2 separate regions of the Triticum aestivum genome follow, and region 1 is linked to region 2. A link is a contact called in public Hi-C data. All regions are on one chromosome and are shown on one strand. The core of a region is the stretch at or near the end of the contact, and the rest is flanking DNA. Distances in the headings are between cores, read along the strand shown. Region 1 holds the start of LOC123129748. Region 2 has its middle 5.3 kb from the start of LOC123128724.

Region 1 (6,448 bases), core at 967-3,466, 99 kb before region 2:
TTAGACTCTGCTTTGACAATTAAATGTGAGGGTGATACGGATCAGAGGAGCTGACTAGCGTGTGGCTACACTTGCACACGGTTTGTTCTTTCTGAAGAAAAATGGCGGGACAGAATGGTCATTCTGGAATGCATCCAGCAAGGGAAGGTGTGCGTGGGTAGCTGCAATTTGTATACGATTAGGATAACATAAGCAAATAAAATGTAGAATATGCTGGTAGTTACCTTGTGCGCAAGATATGCAAATTTACTGATTAAGGCCTCTTTTGATTCATAGGATAGGATTATCATAGGAATAGGAATCTTGTAGGAAATGAGATGACATGTATCTCAAATCCTATGAGTAGGAATAGGAAATAAAATGTCATTTGGTTGACATCAAAAGAATTTTGTAATTGAGTCTAGGCTCTTTTTTATTTTCCTATGAAATGTGAAGGATAGGAACCAATCATATATAGAAATAGAAATCCATTCCTATGAACCAAAGGGCTTTAAAGGAAAAAATTCTATAAAAATTCTATCCTCTAGAATTCCTATGAAATTCCTCTAAACCAAAGGAGGCCTAAGATTTGCAAGTAGCAGTACGGCGTATCAACAAGTGCATTCCTTCTGTCACTGTATGGGCTTGGCGCGTGGCGCATTATAGAATTTCAAAATGATATCGCGGCAAAAGATCGGTGTTGGAGATAAGATGGTTGATCCATTGCCAGAGAGCGGAGAGGCATAGCAGCCGATGCTTTCTTCAGCCAGCGTACTTGATATGCTTGCAGCGACAAGAAAGCAGACAGATAGCCTGGTAGTACATGGCGTGTTCGGCGCACAAGGTTTCCCTGATGTGCTGCTTCAAAATAAAAGCCAAACCTGCGTGAAGTGTGAAGTGGGACAAAGTTTCCTCGAGTAAAGGGAGATCATGCGTGCTAGTGCTGCCATTCAATCGAGTGAACGTATATATCGTTCGTGATCTGAATTGGCATCGACGTAGTTTCCACGGCCGTAAAGTGAAGGCACCTAAGAGCATCTCCAATAACATGTATATATTTAGATGTCTATATATTTATATAGATAATGGTCTAAAAAAATTCTCTTATATACACGTTCAGTTTTGTATCAGAATGTCTATATATAGGGACCATGACAGGTGGGCCGTTGCATTGTCCAGGCGTGAACATTGTCGAGGTCGATATTAGAGGATGTGTATATTTGGACGACCATATAGACAACCTGTTGGACGCCTGTTTTGAAATCACGTTGTGAAAAACGAATATAGACATCCATATAGACAAACTGTTAGAGATGCTCTAACGATCTGTTGTTCGGAAGATCGAGCACCTAGAATTACTAGGAACTAGTGCCTAGCCTAGTTCCTAGCAGGAGGCGATGGGTGGGGTCAAACCCTCCCGATCACGGCAAAGATCGACCGGTCTTTCTTGCATGGAAGCGGAGATCCACGGGAAAGCAAAAGCAGATATATCCACTATCCACTTGCTCATCATCCGTCCAGCTGCAGCACACCGGAGAGCCGATGAATCATTAGCATCCCCTGACAGATGTACAGACGGCAACATGCCAACATCCCTACTCAAATTAATTTAAAAGTCTTCATGGTACTAGAGCCAACTGCACTCCTTCCGGCATTCTCCACGGCGCGCATAGGATGCGTGCGACCAATCATATTTCACCACGACGATGGTACTACAACAGTTCGATAGCCATGCATGCGTATGCCTAGCTAGTTAGCCGGATCATGTTCTTTTTCGTGTACAGCATGGGCGAGTCGGAGTTGCGTGGTATGGTCGGACGTACGTATCCCTCTCCTCAGAGCGACATGAACAAGAGCACGAGCCGCGAATGAAGAAGACGGCACTGCCATACCAGCGCTAGTAGCTGCGAAGTTATCTCCAGATCGACTTTCGTTTCAGTGTACGTAGCGCGTACAGTGCGCTGGAAATAATCGACACACACACGTGCACGCACGCACACGCATGGCACTAACCGGCGGCGTCCCACGGCGAAATAGTTGACAAACGCGACGCGGGCCGTGCCGGGTCGGCGGGCGCACGAGCAGAGGCAGAAACATCGGGGAGTTCGCCGTCGGTCGGCCACCCGGCTCGCGGGAAAATATCAGGTCAGGCATTTCGGCGCAATAAAGCGGGGCGTGGAACGGATAGCGGCAGCGCGTTCGATTCGATCAGAGTCAAACGGAGCGTGCACCTGGCATGGCAAGCCTGGCCGAGCTCGACATACATGCGCTGGAGTCCAAGGCAGGAATATGCATTGCATGCTCCCTCGGCACATCACACCATGCTATCTGCAGCAGCGCACACATGGCCGCGCAGAGCCATGCCAGCGTACACATGGAACGGTGCAGGTGCATGCATGCATCAGGGAGGATCAGACGGTCCATGAGGCTGGCGCGTCCTTTCTCGGGCGACACGGTCGTGCTCTCGGTGCGGTGCTCCATCGGTCTGTTCGGCGAACGGTCGGCTGCTTCTCGAACACCTCGCCAGCCTGATTGTTCATGTTAATCTCGCGCTGAGTCGTTGAGACCTGTCAGAAAAGGCGCGGTGCCATGCATCTCTTTGCAGCAAAGGCGCTCCAGGGTCTATCTCACCAACCGCACCACCTCAATCTCGATAATGCTAGAGAGTAGAGAGCATACCTAGTTTCTTGGAGAGGATGAAAGAGGAATGCATGGCTGTCTTTTCCTGCCAGTCGACATCATGTCATCGGCACCAAAAAACGGAACGTAGAACATGGGACACCACACCAGGAACGCACAAAATTTCTGTTCTAACCTTTTATGCTAACAAAATCAAGAATTGTCCTCGTTTGCAAAGAAATTTTAAATCTGACCTTTTTTTGTCACGCCAGTATCCTTGGCGTCTGGCTTACACGGGAGACGCCAGACTTTGTGGCGTTTGGCCCTGGCCCACATAAGCCTGGCTGGCGCTGAAGTGGCACTGCCAGACGCCATGCATCTTGGCGTTTGGGCAAACGCCATGCAACTAGCGTTTTGAGCCCATCCATTGTGAGTAGACAAGAAAAGATATTGGCATTTGGGAGCTATGCTTCATGTAGAAACTGCGCTGCATGCACGCATCAATAATGGACTTGCTTCCGTCAATAATTGTAGTAGGTTAATTAATCTTATCAGGAAACTAAAAGAATTGGTAGTGGGCTTTTATTTAGCAAAAAAAAATGTATTCTAGAACTTAGGAAACCATCCGAACATACTATATGGTTACACGGGCGCTTACTAGGGGTGTTAAGGGCATCTTCAACGGCAACCCGCTGCCGCCTTTATACAAGAATTGAAGTTGTCCGCCTCCATGTCGCCCCAAGCTTGGCGTCGACGGGACGGGAGGGGTGGTGGCCTTTTTGGGACACGAGTGGCGATGACCTACCGTGCACTACTCTTCCTCGTTGTCGGGGCGCCGAACAACGCCTCGCCCGCCTCGTCGTCGCACTCCTTGCCGGCGGCCGCCACTTCCGCCACCCGCTGTGGGTATCGCCAGCGGGCGAGGTGTATCTCGCGGGCGGAGCGGTACGATTCAAGTAGTGCCTCCTGCTTCGCCAGGTCCTCGTCCGGCCCGGCGGCCCTGCCGGCAGTGACCTACTCCTATGCCTGCAGATGCTCCTAGAGAAGGTTGTGGTTGTAGTTGGCGTCGGCCTGCGCCTTTCGAAACTGGCCCTCCCGCTCCGTGCACCATGTCCATATAGTGGGCACGGGGCTTGTCGGTGGTCATGGTGCAATGCACCGGTGAGGGTGGAGCGGAGGAGGAGGGTGTCGCGGAGGAAGAGGAGGGTGGCGCCGGCACGTCGGAGGAGGCGTCCACCGGCTGCCTGCCGACCTGCTAGTCGGCAGTAATGGCGGCCATGGCCTTCTTCTACTCCGATGTCAGCCCGTCCCAGAGAGCTTTGGCTGCACGGGGGGGGGGGGGGGGGGGGGGGGGGGGGGGGGGTCCATGGCGGGAAGTGGTGCGGAGAGGGATGACTGTGACTATGGGCGGTAGAGGGACGGACGATTGGCGCCGGAGGAGACTCGGCAACCGCGTATGTGTCATCAATCCTGGCGGCAGACAGACGAACGGGCGGCCATCGTGTCGTTTGAACGCGTGACAGTTGCCTGCAATGGGATGCAGCGCGGGCGGCGCTCTCTCGGCCGACGCGCCGCTTCAATGTCGGTGCCAGTGAGCGGTTGCGTCTGCTCTGGCCGGGCATGAATGCGGGCGCCGACCCTCTGGAGCGGCGCTGACCAAAAATGCGCGGGAGGCGGGAGGGGTTTTTGGTGGGCCAGGACGGTCAGCAACGAGCTTGAGATCGGTCCGGACACCCGCAAACCTACTCCACTTTTGTCTCTGGTTTGGGGGAGAAATCACGTTCGGACCACACCGCAGACCAATATAAATTGACATTGGATAGCTTCCCCGGTCCGGACTGTATCAGGAGGTTTACAGATCGGCGTTGGAGATGCCCTAAATAAATTTAGGTACACGGCCACTTAACATGAGATTAATCCATCCAAACCGCACGTTTTTCTAAAAAAAACGCAGATTCCTTGCTGACGTGATACCTTAGCTTTCTGCCTCCTCACTGATTAAGCAACCACACTAATCAACATTGAACGAGAACAATCAGACAGGCTCCACATGATTTTCTTGTTACGTAATTGGAGAACCCAAACGCCAGGCTCCATGGCGTTTGCCCAAACGCCAAGATGCATGGCGTCTGGCCGTGCCACTTGAGCGCCAGCTAAGCTAGTGTGGGCCGGGGCCAAACGCCACCAACTCCGGCGTCTTCCGTGCAAGGCAAACGTCAAGGATGTTAGCGTGACCAAAAAAGATCAGATTTAAAATTTCTTTGCAAACGAGGTCAATTCTTGATTTTGTTAGCACAAAAGGTTAGAACATAAATTTTGTCCCACCAGGAACGCACAGTTTTGGTTAGTAGGTCAGGTGCGTAAAGCTCTACACGTGCTGATCTGTGGTAGTACGTGGTTGGCCTCGGTTCCGTGGCACAACCGTTCCTCACGACGCGATCCTATCCCAAGCAACCACGGAGCGCGCGACACCGCAGCATGCAGTCCAATGCGTTTACTCGTCTCGTGCGAAGAAAATTTGGCAGATGATGGCCGGCTGGAAACGTTCCGTGGCTGGCTCAGAGCTGACATTTCGGTGCGGTAAACTTCCGCGGCCGTGGACGACGCTGATCTCGACCGGCGGCAAGGCACGGCCACAGGGTGCCCCGGTGGGATGTTTCCCGGCATGAGCGCACCATCAAAGACGTCGGAGTTACTACCACCGAGAGAAGTCCAAGCACGGTTAATTGCACGTGTCCGGAACAGAGACAGAACCACCGAAAGGTCTCGAGGTTGATAAGCGGCGAGAACGTTGGTGAAGGGGACGGCCGGGGACGTGGTGGGACGGTGCTCTCCCGGCCTGACAACGTGCGCCACCGTTGACCCCTACGTGCGCCGCGGAGAGGCTTGGGCGTCCTGAAATGTACAGCCAGTAGCTACGACGACCAGACGTGCATCACACTGCCACGACGGCCGCATGACAACTGTTACTGTACCATATTCTTCTTCTGGTGAATGCTTCCGTCGCCGTGTAAAACAAGCATTGAAGCATTCGAGAAGTGATCGATGGAACCACGTATACTATTCTTCTCAAGAAGATAATGCACACTCACGTAACGTGGGTGGTAGCCGGTAGCCTTATCCCGACAGTGCTGATCCTGGCTAGGAGCAACTTGCTCATGCTAATCTCCGCGTTTACGAGTCGCTAATTGTTAATTAGCGGCGTGTGAGACCGGCTGAACCCTGCTGGATCTCTGTCGAGATTTGCTCGGCTTAAATACAGTATAAACGCTGTCTTCACGTTCTGGGCAAGCCCCGCCCAAGGGACCCACCGTGACATTACCTGCTGTTGATCTACAGCCAGATTAAGTTTCCTCCTCGTTACCTAATTCGATCACCAAGCTGGACTTAAACTAAAAAAAGCAGCGGTCGGTCCCTACCTAGCTGGCCAAAAGAACACACTAAGTACGACCGACAGTTTATATAATTATCCCTCAAACAAAAGTCAGTACTGCTCCATGCATGCTCAATTTGATTACATTATCCGTTGTTAGGATACGCCTTTGGCAGATCTCGTGTTTTACTTTCTGGTGAAGACTCTGAACATCGACCTCTCCCTTTTTTTTCCCTTCTCGCCAACCTATCAAAGTCGTTTGCTCTGCCCATGAACATATGTACTCGCCGTACTATTTGGCATTGTTAACTGATGAAGGTGCAGTATAGCTATCAATATATACGCAGATCCACTGAGCCGTACTGCTGCTAGGTGGTACGTATAATTAACCGATGGAGGTACATATACAAAGTTAAAGTGAAGACAATGGCGATCAGCTACTACACCGATTCATTCTCGTACCGTTCGGCCCATCTC
Region 2 (6,359 bases), core at 2,274-4,773:
TTGTGTTCTACCTGCAGCTTATGTCCACAATATTGGCTATCACAAACACATTATCAATGGCTCTACAAAGGAAGAATCAAGACATTGTAAATGCTGTACATTGTGTGCAGTCAACCAAAGACACATTGAATGATTTAAGGAGGAATGGATGGGAATCAATCTTGGGTGAAGCTTATGCTTTTTGTGACAAACATGAGATTTCCAAGTTGGAAATGGAAGAGCAATATGTCAATCCAAAGAAGCCACGTCAAAAAACAGGTATCACTAATAAGCATCATTACGAAATGGATTGTTTCAATGATGTTATTGATTGGCTGCTTCAAGAACTTGACAACCGATTTAATGAGAAAAATTCTAAGCTACTAATTTGCTTAGCTGCTTTGAGCCCAAAAGAATCATTCAAAGATTTCAATTTAGAGCATTTGATGGATCTCGCTAGACTTTATCCAAAATATTTTGATGATGGAGAACTGAGGGACCTTACACATCACCTCCGTCTTTACATTGCCGATGTTCGAGTAGATGAACGCTTCTCTGGCATAAATAATATTTGTGAGCTCTCTCAAAAAATGGTGGAGACCAAGAAACATATTGTGTATCCTTTGGTTTATCAGCTTGTGAATCTAGCACTTGTATTGCCTGTTGCCACTGCTACAGTTGAGAGATGTTTTTCGGGCATGAAAATTGTGAAGACATTTTTGCGCAATCGTCTTGGTGATGATGCATTGAATCACAACCTTATTTGCTATGTGGAGAAGGAAGAAATGAGAAAAGTTACCAATGATGCAGTCATTGATCGCTTTGAGGTCATGAATGAACGTAGAGGGCTATTTTAAAAGGTAATGATCTTGACTTTATGAATCATTGCAGAAGTCTATTTAATATGTACTGAGTGTATTTTATTTTCTTTTGTAGGAATCGAGGATCTATTGGCCTATGTCGTGATCTGACCATATTTTGTTTTCATTGTTTCGAGTTCTTATGCTTAATTCTTCAAATTTATGTAATCAACTAGTATTTCAAGTGGATGTGAAACAATTTATTTTGGTAAGAGATCTCGTTGCATTATAATTTGTGTTGTTGGGTGTGCTCTTTCATATATATTATTGCTTGTTGTCCATCATTATATATATGATGTGCATGTGGACACCGGTACATTTTTGTTCTGGATCCGCCCCTGTCCGTCCGTGGCAGAACTGTTTCCTACGACGCGATCCTATGCCAAGTAACCACGGAGCGCAGCATGCCGTCCAATGCGTTTACACTGCTGGTGCGACGAAAATTGGGCAAATGTTGGCTGGCCGGAAAAACGTTCTGTGGCTGGCTCCGAGCTGACTTTTCGCTGGTAAACTTCCGCGGCCGTGGACGACCCTCATCTGATCTCGACCGGCGGTACGGTGGGATGTTTCCCGGCATGAGCGCACCATCAATCGACGTCGGCGTTGCTACCACGGAGACAAGTCCAAAGCATGGTAAATTGCACGTGTCGTGATCAGACAGAAAACCACCGGGAACGTGGTGGAACAGTGGTCTCCCTGACTGACAACGTCCGCCACCGGCCGTGAAGAGGATTCGCCGGTCACCGGACAGTACCCGCAAAACAAAAAATGGTCACCGGACAGTGCAGAGCAAAGCAGAAAACGTGATGCAGAGCCGGTATCTACCAAGACCAAACGTGTATCACACCGCCACACACGGGCGACCACATGACAACTGTTAATTACCGCATTTTTTCTTCTTCTTATGGATGCTTCAGTCGCGGTGCAGAACAAGCATTCAAGTATTCGAGAGGTGACCAATCGAAGTACTATTCTCGAGAGGATAATGCACACTCACGTAAACTTGGGTGGTGGCCGGTAGCCTTATCCCGACAGTGCTGATCGTACCTAGTAGTAGGCTAGTAGCAACTTGGATTCGCTAGCGGCGTGTAAGACCGACTGAACCTTGCTGAATCTTTGTTAAGATTTGCTGGGCCTGTTAAATATGCCAAACGCTGCCTTCACGTTGTGGGCAAGAAGCCCGGCCCGGGGACCCACCGTGACATTACTGTTGAGCTGCAACCGGATTAAGTTTCCTGCTCGTTACCTAATCTGATCACCAGAGCTGCACTTAAAAAAGCAGAGGGGTCCATCCCCCCCTCCCTAGCTAAGCTGGCCAAAAGAACATACTAAAGTACGACCGACAGTTTACATTATTATCCCTCATCAAAAGTTGGTAGTGCTGCTCCATGCCATGCCATGCCATGCCATGCATGCTCCTCGTTTGATTACATTATCCGCTGTTAGGATTTCGCTTTAGCAGATGTCGTGCTTCACTTTCTGGCAAAGACTCTCAACATCGACCTCTCCCATTTCTCACCCTCCCAACCTCTCAAAGTTGCCTGCTCTGCCCATGTACAAATGTAGTACATTTCGCTGCTACTATTCGGCGTTGTTAACTGATGAAGGTACCGTATACAGTATGGCTTTCAACAGAGCAGATACGCCAGATCCAGTGAGCCGTCCTGCTATGCCACTAGCTATAGTTAACCGATGGAGGAGGTACAGAGAGCGTAAGTCATAATAATGGCCCTGTTTGGATACTCTAACATAGTTAGAGTTAGAGTTATTTTTAACCCACACTAACCCAAATAAGCACCTCTCCACCGGGATAGTTGGGTTAGATGAAACTAACCCACTCTAACCCTCCTTGTTTGGATACTTTTGAGTTATTTTAGCCTCCAACTAACCCAAACTAGCTCTAACCCCATTTGATCCAAACAGGGCCAATGGCAATCAGCTACATCCATTCATTCATTCATTCTCGTACCGTTCGGTCCATCTCGCTGTTGATAGGGTTTTTTTTTTCTGCAACGAGGTTTGGGAGCAAATCGTACAGGAGTTTGAGGGTGGCTCCCTACAGCAGTGGTGGCCACTGTACTGAGATTAGCTGTGGCCAGCGCGGCACCAGTACGATTGCGCGGCACGGAAGGCGGGCCCCATCTTAGTGGATAACGTGGCCCATCAGACTGTCCCATCCCGACCATACTCCCGTTCATCTTTGCCTTTCTCCTTCTTCCGCTGGCGGCCCCACGCTGCATGCCAGGCCCCTGCCTACGAAAAAAAAATAAGCCGAGATAGGCCGATGGATAAGATCCCAGGCACGAGTGCAGCCTGCCTTGCCCATTTCTGGTCAGTCCGTCCGGCTGCTACGCACCACGCCCCCGTTCCCATGTCCATGTGCACACACAGACCCAGCACTGTGGTTTGCCGTTCTCGTCACCTCTAAGAAATCCGTACTAGACGCGCCGGGCGGGCCCGGCGGAGTGAGCTCACGTGCTACAAGCTGCCGCGACCGTGCCCTGCATACGAGGTACTTCCTCCGTCCAAATTACTGCTCGTAAAAATAAATATATCTAGAACTAAAATATATCTAGATATATTCATATCTGCGACAGTAATTCGAAACGGGCGGAGTATTAGTATGGCTATAGGTAGGCGGATGGCCGGCTGGTAGCTCGGGTTTCGGTGGGTGGTGGCAGCTGGCGTGTCCGGTCGAGGCAGTTTAATAATGGGTCACGCAATGCGACCGCGTCCGTCTCCGGCCGACGGCCAATTCTTTGGCGCGTGACCGCAGTAACGCTCGCTTGCTGCTGCCTGACCGCGCCGTGCATATCCGGATGACATGTGTCCTACCAAGCGTGGCTGGCTCGATCACGTTTGACCGGTGCGTCTCGACGTACGTATTTATTTGGCTTGCTACGTACGTTACGGGTCCCCGATCGATCCAGTGCCTACCACGTGCCACGTACTCGAAACCCACTATACTGGTACCTCCGTGAGTACTGGGCAGTAGTTCCAATAGAGGCCAGAAAAGCAAAATGTCCTACGGATTACGTTTTATCTGCATTGCATTGCAGCGAGGAACGGTCGTGATCCATCCATGTGATGACAGGATGGTGCTTGGTTGGCATCGGGCTATCCATCCATCGGGAGGCAGATATTTTGACGCGAGTTTCCTGGGAAATCGAAGTGTCCCGGCTGAGCGGTTTCGAAAAAAAAATATCCCGGCTGAGCGCCACGCGGCGCGACTCTTTTCGGGAACCGGCGAGAGAGGGAGTGGACCCGTTTCTAGCAACCTTGGCGAGGTCGGCAAGGCGCCTCGAGGCTCGAGCCCACACGCCCGCCTCCCACGTGGCGCGGCGCACCGCGAACCAGGCCTCGTTGTGGGCCCCAGGCGTAGTGGCTACCAGGCCCCTAAACGGTACTATATTTGTTTCAAAAAGGAAAAGGGGCTGTGCTAACGACCAGTCGACTGGTCGTTAGCGACAGATCTGCACGATCGTAACTCACCTTCCTCTCGCGACTCAAACCCAAGTCTATTCATTAGACTTTGAGGCCAATAACTAACTAAGCCACTTTTAGTTATTGTCTATTGTATATAAATAAGGTTATTTGAACCTTTACTTTTCTGTCATACCAGCAATAATATTTTTTTTTGCTTGGTAACTTTGGCACGACCAACGTGATAACTATGACTTGTAAAGAGTTATCAAAATGTGTTGTATGTAAGTTATCGGGTGTGTGATGCGTAAATTACCGTGCTATTTGCACTAGGTTATCAGGGCATATTTCTAGAACTTTTCGCCCACGGTGAAAATTTATCAATGCGTTTATATGTAAGCTATCAGGTTAATTGCACGTAAGTTATCATCTTATTTACACAGAAGTTATCGGGTGGTTTATTTTAACAAGTTTTTCACCTCGGATGGTAAAAAAGTGGTATTTTATTTGAACTTGTCAGGACCCAAATAGTGGGTGAGTTGGCTATTGTGTTAAGATCTCAATATTGAAGTCTTGTGTTCAATTCTTAGCTTCAGCATGAATTTTTAGGCTATAAAACTACAATATGGAAGCTATTAGCATCAAGATTTGTTTCCACATCTTTTTCTCCCATTAATTATCAGGCTTGTGATGTGTGAGTTATCAAACTATTCGCACAAAAAATAACCGAGGGTATTGATCAACGTGCCTCCCTCCACCCAGTCGCCAAATTTACCAAGATCTAGGTACATAAGTCATCAGGTCAGCGATGTGTGAGTTACCGTGACATTCGCATAAAAGTTATCAGGGGTATATTTCATCACCTCTATTCGTCAAAGTTATCATGATCGGGTTGCATAAGTTATCAGGTCTCCGATGTATGGGTTACCATGCTATTCACATCAAAAGATACGGGGGATATTTGTTCAACACCCATCCCTACGCCAAAATTATCAGGACTGAGTTATATAAGTTATCAGGTCTGTGATATGAGAGTTATCCTGATATTCACACAAAAGTGACCGGGGAGTATCCCACCTGGTCGGCAAAATTACCACGGTGTCATCAATTGTAAATGAGTTGGTAAAAACAGTCTACTTAAGTGCGGAAAACATTGGACATTGCATTAACAGTTGTGCAAACGTAGAAGAGGAGACAAGTTAATAAGGTATTGTTGTGTTTCTTTGGACTGTGCTTTTCTTTACGTTAGGTTAGTAGATCTAGAAATAGTACCTAACCTCAACATAAATATAAGGACTTGATCTAGTTCAAGTGGTAAAGGATGGGTGTGGTGTAGCATGAGGTTGTAGGTTCAAATCCCCACCTCCTCATTTTTTTAGCACTTTAAAAGTCATCGAAGAAACAGAATCTGAGTCGTGCGGATATCTCGCTAACTGCCAGTCGGCACGAAATTAGCTTTTCCGAAGGAAAAAACGTTGCTGCAAGTTTTTTTTTAGGGGCAAACGTTCCTGCAAGTGGTTGGACAGAGTGAACGGACGCCCGCTGCGAGAACCAGGACGAACCAGCCCACACAGGCCTCTTTAGCTTCCCCTTTTAGGTTCAAATCCCCACCTCCTCATTTTTTAGCACTTTAAAAGTCATCGAAGAAACAGAATCTAAGTCGTGCGGATATCTCGCTAACTGCCAGTCGGCACGAAATTAGCTTTTCCGAAGGAAAAAACGTTGCTGCAAGTTTTTTTTAGGGGCAAACGTTCCTGCAAGTGGTTGGACAAAGTGAACGGACGCCCGCTGCGAGAACCAGGACGAACCAGCCCACACAGGCCTCTTCAGCTTCCCCTTTTTGTGCTTAAAATTGTAATAATAACTACAAAACACGCACTGGAAATGGCCATGTTAGCCTATATAAAAATACATACATGGCAAAAGGCCTTAGTAAAATCTTCAAAAATTAATTAGAAACCAGCAAAAACAAATACCTATGCCCCAAAAAGTGCAAATGTACAAAAAATAGCCACGCTTTATATTTTTATTTTCAAAAACATCGAAGTCACACACAGGAAATTCACACATAGGAGTTTTCTCGAACATGAATATCGA

The links. A called contact is a pair of places that touch in the nucleus more often than the background predicts.
Region 1: a contact with region 2 is called in a Hi-C map of leaf, with 4 times the contacts expected there. The contact joins the promoter of LOC123129748 here to the enhancer-like site in region 2. A contact is called at or near these places in 4 of 5 Hi-C or Micro-C datasets (leaf and an unstated tissue).

The regions. Positions count from the first base shown.
Region 1 is chr6A:586,276,640-586,283,087 of IWGSC CS RefSeq v2.1, reverse strand. It overlaps LOC123129748, which reads left to right and starts at 2,216. Exons shown (of 2, transcript XM_044549788.1): 1 at 2,216-2,462. The coding sequence starts at 2,216.
Region 2 is chr6A:586,179,470-586,185,828 of IWGSC CS RefSeq v2.1, reverse strand. No RefSeq gene overlaps it. Among protein-coding and RNA genes, the nearest start is that of LOC123128724, 5.3 kb to the right of the region's middle. Within about 2 kb of position 3,523, at least 8 of the 8 cell types and tissues checked have an H3K27ac peak or open chromatin away from gene starts, as enhancers often do. A contact at or near this core is called in leaf, where this site is marked.